2 separate regions of the Mus musculus genome follow, and region 1 is linked to region 2. Evidence: chromatin contacts called from public Hi-C data. All regions are on one chromosome and are shown on one strand. The core of a region is the stretch at or near the end of the contact, and the rest is flanking DNA. Distances in the headings are between cores, read along the strand shown.

Region 1 (4,450 bases), core at 513-3,012, 330 kb before region 2:
ATCCACTTATCCTCTATGTAAGTTGTCTTAGACACAATGTCTTATCACAGCAATAGAAAGTAACAATAATATCCCTGATCTCCCTTGGGCATCACTGTAGATTTTCTATCTTCTGGGGAGCCAACCACAAAGTATAGACGAGATCTTCTGTTGTTCATGTCAACTGTAATCTCCTCTGCTCACTCCTAGAACAGCAGACATCAGGCAGGAAGAAAGGCATGCATGAGAAGCCCTCTGCAGACTTCTGCCTCCCAGACTCCATTTGGGACATGTGTCTATCTGGTCAGCATCCTCCAGCACAAATTCCACAGTCGGGGGTTAACAAACCTCTTGTAATGTAGATAGCAGCATCAAAGAGGAAGTCCTCCTTATAACCCAAGGAAGACTGGCTAAGCCAGAGATGAAAACTTGGCTTACAGGAGGACAAGATAAGAAAGAAAAAGAACAACTGTCCCGTTAACAATGACACATGTATTTCTGACCCCACAAAGTGCAGCCCTCGAACAGAAGTTCTAAGGCTTTCACTGCAGAGCCTGTCTGCTTGGTTTTCTTCTCAGGAAGCCTAATGCTTCTGTTTCCTCGTCTTGGTGTCACCCTCTAGACTGTGGTGAAGACTGCCAACTTGCCTCTCCTGTCACCCAGGACACCCCAGTAAGCTGCTCCACGTTCCCTCCTGGATCTGTTTAGAATACTCTGTCTCTCTGTATGTCTGTGTGTGTGTGTGTGGGTGTGTGTGTGTGACATGAGTGAAAGTGAACATGCCCTAGGAGGCCACAAAAGGATGCCAGATTCCCTGGAGCTGGAAATACAGGCACTTGCAAGCCTTACACCTCACATGGCTGCTAAGAACCAAACTCAGGTCCTCTGGAAAAGCAGTAAGTACTCTTCACCTCTGAGACGCCTCTCTACTTCCCCACTGCCTTAGTCAGGGTTTCTATTCCTGCACAAACATCATGACCATGAAGCAAGTTGGGGAGGAATGGGTTTATTTAACTTACACTTCCACACTGCTGTTCATCACCAAAGGAAGTCAGGACTGGAACTCAAGCAGGAGCTGATGCAGAGGCCATGGAGGGATGTTCTTTACTGGCTTGCTTCCCCTGGCTTGCTCAGCCTGCTCTCTTATAAACCCAAGACTACCAGCCCAGAGATGGTCCCACCCACAAGGGGCCTTTCCCCCTTGATCACTAATTGAGAAAATGCCTTACAGCTGGATCTCATGGAGGCACTTCCCCAACTGAAGCTCCTTTCTCTGTGATAACTCCAGCCTGTGTCAAGTTGATACACAAAACCAGCCAGTACACCCACCACGTCCATACCCCACCCCATGTCCATTTCCAAAGTTCTTTATAAGACCAGGAACTGACAAAGGGGGCTGTGTCCTCCAGCAACACTACCACATGCCTACCTCAGTCCTCCAGTAACTTAGTGGTCCTTGTATGGTCTTTCTTTTGAGCTCTAGTCTGTCAGTATCGTCCGTGGTGTACAGCAGCACCTACAGTGTCTGTCTTCTACCTCTCAGCTGTTTCCTCGTCCTCGGGGAACAGGGGAGTTGTTTTGTCACACAGGAAAGCATCCTGTGCCCGCTAGGCGCCCCCGTCCCTGCGCTGTGAGCACGAGAAATGGCTGGGCATGGATTCCGCCCATGCTTCGCTTGGCAGCATCGGCTTGAGGCCGCTGCTTCCCCAGCTCCGGATGAGCTTGCCTGCTGCTGCTCTGAAAAAGCCCAGGAGCCTCGCTGTGGTCTTCAGGCAAGCTGCCAACCACAGAGTACCGCAGGCAGGGCTGATCTGGGTCAGTGAGTCCTAGCTTTTGACTCCATGCGCACAGGCCCTTTAAACAGGAAGACACAGCATCCGCCTCTCAGAAAACCGAAGGTCGCAGATGATCAAAACACACAGTGTCAACAAGAGCAGTTTAATGAGCGGGGCTTCATCGGCTTGGAAATGGATTGGCCACTTCGGTTTGTAAATAAACAAATAGAGCAGGCCATGTTTGGGTTTTTCTAAGGAGAGATGAAGGAGATGGGAGCGGGGGAGGGCGGGGGGAGCACTGAGCTTTACGATGTCCTAGAATGGGTATTTGGGGAAGAGGGCTGGGTAAACAACCATGAAATGTGGAGATTTCCCTTCTTCCCGCCAGGCTCTGCAGGCTGCAAGACACCCGTCAGAGTGAATGAGTGACTCCATAAACCCGGCCTCTGTGGCTAAACAGCTGGGGCAAAGCATTCTGAAACTCCTCAGAGCCCGGCAGGCTTCCCCTAAAATATTTACAGGAAGCAGCAACGTGGCAAGCCCGGGCTTGGAAAATTTGGATGAAGGCTAAGAAAGAAGCTACAAAGGGGCCAGCTGGATCACGTCTAGTAAATCTCACGGTGGCCCAGAATTTCCTTTTTTTTTTTTTTTTGAGACAGGGTTTCTCTGTGTAGTCCTGGCTGTCCTGGAACTCACTTTGTAGACCAGGCTGGCCTCGAACTCAGAAATCCGCCTGCCTCTGCCTCCCGAGTGCTGGCGTGTGCCACCATGCCCGGCTAGAATTTCCTTTCTTTATCTGCAACGAGCAACAAGGGGTAGACAGTGAGGAGGTGAGACACCTGGCCACTGGCAGAGTGGAAAACAGCTGGGATTGTGTTCCAAATGCTGCTCCAGTCTACAGCCCTCCCCCGGGGCAGAAGCTGGCCTTCAGAAAGCTCTCCAGGAAAACCTGCCCTAGCATCTCACGTGTCTAAAAGTGTCTCTAAATCAAAGGCATACAATGAGACTCAGCCGAAGGAAATTATTCTGATCCCTGGGGAGAGACCACTTTCAGGCCCGCAGAGGGAAGCAGGGGAGCTGAGAGGAGCTTTGGGGCTGTTTGCACCCTCCTCCGGACATCAATGGCATAGTGATGGTTTGAAGTTCCCCAACTGCCCTTTCACAGATAAGTGAGGTTCAGCGCCCAGAGGCTGGGGCAGCTTCAGAGGTTTGTGTTGTTTGTATTGAAATGTTTCCTTTGGTCTCTATTAGAACGGGAGGTCCATATAATTCCTGGCATGGTGTGAGGAGCAGGTGGGAATCCTGCTGAGGCCTCTTCCAGGCAGATGGAGTGACTGGGTCCTGGATGAGCTGTGGGTCTCAGAGCCTTTCATGGAAGCCCCTAAACGTTCTTGGGCTCTTCACACATTGGGGATACTCACAGCAATCAACTGAAATACAATCGCTGGTGTGCAAGACATACAGATCCTAGTTGTGCCTGGGAGAGTCTGATGTGAGTCTACTGTGGGATGTTCGATGTTTGAAGAAGCGTCAGAGTTTGGTGTAATACAGGCCTGGACCAATGAAGGCCTAGAAAAGGCCAACCCTTTGGCTTCTTACTAGACAGTGTTTTCCAAGTTCCATGCAACTAGGTAAGAGACGCCTCATGTTTTCTGGTGTTGTGTAGCAGGGTCCACACACCGCCCCCATATTGAAACATTTTATCCTTCAGGGAAGCTCCCTAACATAGCAAGTTAAACAATTCAACATAGTCTCAGGAAGTCCCTGAAACTGACACGATTCACCAGCCTCCTCTCCCCCAAGAGTAAACAGTCAAGACAGCTAAGAAACATTCTCAGACAAGCCAAGCAGCTCGGTACAGGTGTAAGTCACCAGGAAAGGACTCTCTCCAACCTGCTGATCTGCCTACAGGCTGTTCAGTGTGCTCCAGGTTCCCAGCTTTCCTGAACTGTCACCCATGCTGGGGTGGGCTTTGTTACTGAGTTATTTCTGCTCTGGTAAGAAACCCTCTCCTGCAGGGCGTGGTGGCGCACGCCTTTAATAATCCCAGCACTCGGGAGGCAGAGGCACGCAGATTTCAGAGTTCGAGGCCAGCCTGGTCTACAAAGTGAGTTCCAGGACAGCCAGGGCTATACAGAGAAACCCCGTCTCAAAAAACCAAAAAAAAAAAAAAAAAAAAAAAAAAAAAAAAAAAAAAAAAAAAAAAAAACCAACAACAACAAACAAACAAACAAAATCCCCAAAAAACCCAAAACTCTCTCCTATATTCTTGTAGGTAACCTTAATACAATGCATTGACTCACCAAGCGATATTTTGGTGATATCTGTGGGCTCTATATCCATGCTGAGTAGATTTGTGTGTGTGTGTGGGGGGGGGGGTATGTGTGGGTATCTCTCTAGGAAAAAACCATCATACAACATATGGGGAAAAAATCATGGAGCCCTAGACCTTTAAGTTTGCAAACCCTCACTCGAGGTGACATATCATATGGTTCCATGTATAGGAAGTGCTTGAGATAGATAAACCTGAAGAGACAGGAAGTAGTTTTAGAGTTGCAAAAGGCCAGGGGGAGTGGGTTGGTTATAGCTAAGGAATGCTGGGTTCTTTTGGGTTTTATGAAAATGTTCTAAAATATGTAGATGGAAGCTCAGCTCTGTGAAAACTGAAAACCATTCATATGGGCAAGTTTAGGGTA
Region 2 (4,173 bases), core at 630-3,129:
TATTCTGCTGTAGAATATATTTCCTTGTCTTTGATAGTATTTTAGCTCAGCAGAAAATATTATTCATGAGTTAATTTGGCGACTTCTGGTATACAGAGGTTGCTGCTTGGGAGTCAAAGTTGAGAAGATGCTGTACAGATACAAAGACTGGTGTGGCTTCTGAGACTCTGAGGTGCCAGTCACTAACGAGCCAGTAATTTCACTAGTTTGAGTCTTTCCAAGTGATCTGTGTTCTTCAGACCCTCCATGTCTGAAGAAATACATGTGTGGACACAGAATTGACATATCATCCTTTCCTGTGGTCGTACATGTATATGATACCTGTTATGTATGCATCCAGTCTTACACAATCATAGCACAGGGGCTGAAGTTTCAAGATAAGGACTTTAAGCTTTTTTAAAAAATGGAACAGAGTTTATTTAGGGCATGGGGAGGGGAATTGAGGATGGAGTAGAGATAGAGAAAGGCAGAGAGAGGGAGAGGGGACAGGGGACAGGTTGGGGGAGGGGGAAGGGGAGTGGACAGAGTAGAGAGGGGAGAGGAGAGGCCAGCCAGGAACATGTAGAGAGAGAGGGGAGAGGGGAATAGGGAAGAGAAGAAGGGACAGAGAGGGTGAGAGTAGGAGAGTAAGAGCATAAGAGAGACTTCCAGCTTTTTAATTCTTTGATACCTGTGTCACCCATGAAGGTTCTTCGAAGTCTGAGAAAGGGAGATCTTAGAAGCAGGAACAGAAAATCCACCTCGGTCATTACTTGACTCATTGAAGCCAAAGGATTTTGTTCCTGTTACTTAATTAAAAAGTTGAAAGATTTATAAACTAAGTTTAACAACGTTGCCAGTTGATCTGATTTCTCCTCTAAGTGTGGGCAACTATAGAAATAGAAGAATGAGGGGTGAGAGGCGCCTCAGTGGTTAAGAGCACTATTTGCTCTTCCAGAGGTCCCAAGTTCGATTCCTAGCAACCACATAGTGGCTTACAATCATCTGCAAAAGAATCGGATGCCCTCTTCTGGTGTGTCTGAAGACAGCGACAGTGTACTCACATATATAAAATAAAATAAATAATCCTAAAAAAAAAAAAAAAATGAAAGCTTCAGTAGGTTTTACACCTGGACCTGGGCCATTGAGTTTGACTCTACTTCTCTTCATTAAGTGGCTTGGGTGTTTTGATGGTTACTTATGTAAACATGGCTTTAATTCTAAGATCAAGTAGAACCAGTAGTAAGGACTCAGGTCTCAGGTGTTACTTTTTAAAGAACAATGATTTATGTTTTAAAAAGAAAGACAATGTAACCCTATTAAAAGGGAAACATCTCTTGTGTGAGGCTGCTCTCAGACTCCATTCTGTGGCCCTCCATTGTGCCCTGTGTACAGCAAGTTCAGAACTCACTCAAAGGGTAGAGTTGACTTCACGGTCAGAGGTCACATGTGGGACCCTGTGCTGGGGAGGGAGGGGTCTGTGGAAAGTCTGCTTAACAGGACTGTGCCTTCTTTCCATTTCCTCTATTCCCACAGTTCATTCTGTCTTTCCAGGTTCTACCGTGTGGCATCCCGACTGTAAGCAGTCCACTAAGACAGAGGAGAAGCTGCGGGTAAGGAAGGGGTCAGAATGGGATGCTCTGGAGGTCACCACTGTGTGCTCACTAGTTCCTGGGCTTTGGGGAAGTGCTTCTCATGGGCTCTTTTTTTTTTTTTTTTTTTTTTTTTTTTTTTCCTTTATAGAAAACCTGAGGCCAAAGTCCAAATGGCCAACTAAGAGGGTTCCCTCCCACCATAAATATGTTCTATTGTTGTTCTTAAGCTTGTGTTGGACTCTGTTGGCCTTATCTTGGCAGTCAGTGACTTAGGAAAGTACCCAAAAGTCGTACAGCTAGGGGAAAATGATTCATCAAGTAGCCATGGTAACCCTCTTGGCTTAAACCACCATGCACTGTTTTGCCCCAGACTCTGTAACTATTGCTTAGCTCTGGTGTGTTTTGCTCATTTCTGAAATCCAAATTCAAAAGAGCAGCCTCTAGCTCCAAAGGATACAAGTCACTCAGGCATAAAACCTTATGCTTATGGCAAGGATAATGCTGCCATCAGCTCTATGATTGGTCAGTCCTCAGAGCCGTCCTAGAGGGCAGAGTTCCACTTCCGGAGTTGTAAAGCCCAGACTCTAACCTAGAGCCTGGCCTTGGTCCAGATTTTCACGCAGGGCTGACTTTTCCTCACAGTGATAATCAGGCTTGATCCCAGCCCCTCTGTTAAGAGTCCCAGGGGAAGGAAAATGGAGTCTGACTTTAATCTTCTTGCTGTCCCAAGGAAAGAATGGTTTAGATTTATTTTTGAGCTGGACTCAAGACTCATGAACCCCCTGGGCCTACCCTTAGGCGGCGCCCATCAAAGGAACAGTTAGTGGATTTTTCAGGTCCCTTCGCTGCCCCCTCTGGACTTGTAGGCCCTGTTTTCTTATCTCCTTTTGACTCTCATCACTGGCATACATGCATGCACGGGAGCCTTTACTTTGTATTTTGTTATTAGCGGCAGGCTTTACGTAGAGGAAAGAGAAAATCTCGGAATAATTGAGGGCCAGGGGAAAGCAGAGGGATGTGCCTGCCGATATCGGAACGGTTTTCCCTGCTTCTGACATGCAGCTTCAGTATACACACACACACACACACACACACACGCACACACACACGCACACACAGCTAATAACTAATGGCCCCCTAAGTCCATTCATCCACCAGGTAGACTGAGCTTGGAATTTGGAGGAAGCACGGGTATTCAAGCAACAGGCTACCTTCCCAGAGCGTTGGCACTGGTGCCTGTGGACACTTTGTTCCAGGGATATAAAACTGCACTGGGGCTCCTGCCCAAAAACCACCCAAGGAGCCAGGCATCCATCCATCCCACCTCTACAGGGTGGCTTTTGTTTTCGAAAGAATCCCGCATCCCCCACCCCCCCTTTTTCAAAAAACTTCATCCCTGATGAAGTCTTTGTGCGGAATGGAGAGGAATGTTAATGAGGCCAGACGGAATGGGCCAGGCATATTTTCTCTGTAAGGATAGCTGCAGTTTGCAGAGCCTCTCCCTAAAATGATCAGAAAACAAAGCAAACCCTTGAACACATCTCCACGGAACTCTCTAGGGAAGCTTATGGAAAAAAATGAATAAAAGATTTCACTGGCTCTGGCCAAGAGGAATGGTCTTCCTTTGTTTTGTCCCTTCCGTAAGCTTTGCAGAAAATTGCAGTGCTTTTCTCTCCGTGATGCCCTCCCTGGGAGGCAGGCTGGCTCGAAGTCACCATCATCCATAGGAAGGGGCTGGCCTCACCTGAGGGAAGTGGCTCCGGCCCAGAGTTGGGGTATAGGCTGATGCTGGTGAGGCTTAGAGTGGGGTACATTTTCAACAGAGGAATTAATCTGGAGTGCCTGAAGGGTGTGTCTACGCACACTTCTTGAGCCAAGATTTCCTGGCCTTTTAATCACATGTCAAATTAGAGCAGTTTCCATAGCAAAATGAAAATGTTTGAAGACTCTGAGCAATGCCAGAGTGAGCCATGTTCTTGATATTTAAGAACTCACTCACAGGGCGTTTGTAATGATGGTCTTTGGGTCCCTCCTGGGGCATCTTGTCCTTGTGCCATAAGCACAACAGTGTCAAAATAATTGCAAAGGACTCAGTGAGGGGGTCAGGATATAGATAAGAATATAGTAGATAAATATGCTGTGATTTGGAGACCAGTTGATATTCACTTCATAGGGCCCCAGATTGACCCCTGAAGCTGCACACATGTCCGTCAGTTGCTATTTACTTAATGCTAGTTACCATTTTCCTTCAGTCCTTTTATGTATTCTTCATAGTATTTCTGAATGAGGCTATTTTAAAATTCATTCTTCCTTTCTCTCATGTTTCATGGCAGCCACCAAACATCCCGCGCTCTTCATCCGATTTCTTTTACCCCAAAAGTCTGATTCGTCGCACAGGACGGTCCCCAGCTCTGCAGGTTGGCGCTGTGTGGCTTAAAGCGGCTGTCCTAGGCCCAGGCTTCCATTGCTTCCCCTGATCTCCCTCCCCGACCCCTCCCTAGGCTGCTTTTATCTTCTAACTTTCTCAGCTCCTGTAGAAGGTAGCGGCTTTCCTCACCCCACAAGTGATCCTCACACCCCCCACTTGGTTGGTTTTCTT

The links. A called contact is a pair of places that touch in the nucleus more often than the background predicts.
Region 1: a contact with region 2 is called in a Hi-C map of uterus, with 2.8 times the contacts expected there. The contact joins two enhancer-like sites. A contact is called at or near these places in 1 of 15 datasets of contacts at CTCF or cohesin (large pre-B cells), 1 of 484 Hi-C or Micro-C datasets (uterus) and 2 of 115 datasets of contacts at active chromatin or transcription factors (large pre-B cells and memory CD8 T cells).

What each region holds. Positions count from the first base shown.
Region 1 is chr19:57,409,288-57,413,737 of GRCm38.p6, reverse strand. It overlaps Gm41874 (a long non-coding RNA gene), which reads right to left. Exons shown (of 3, transcript XR_877961.2): 3 at 2,466-2,550. Among named protein-coding and RNA genes, the nearest start is that of Gm41874, 7.0 kb to the right of the region's middle. Within about 2 kb of position 1,762, at least 156 of the 459 cell types and tissues checked have an H3K27ac peak or open chromatin away from gene starts, as enhancers often do. A contact at or near this core is called in uterus, where this site is marked.
Region 2 is chr19:57,077,232-57,081,404 of GRCm38.p6, reverse strand. Ablim1 (actin-binding LIM protein 1) reads left to right here. Exons shown (of 26, transcript NM_178688.4): 8 at 1,534-1,592; 9 at 3,908-3,991. Among named protein-coding and RNA genes, the nearest start is that of Afap1l2, 71 kb to the right of the region's middle. Within about 2 kb of position 1,879, at least 140 of the 459 cell types and tissues checked have an H3K27ac peak or open chromatin away from gene starts, as enhancers often do. A contact at or near this core is called in uterus, where this site is marked.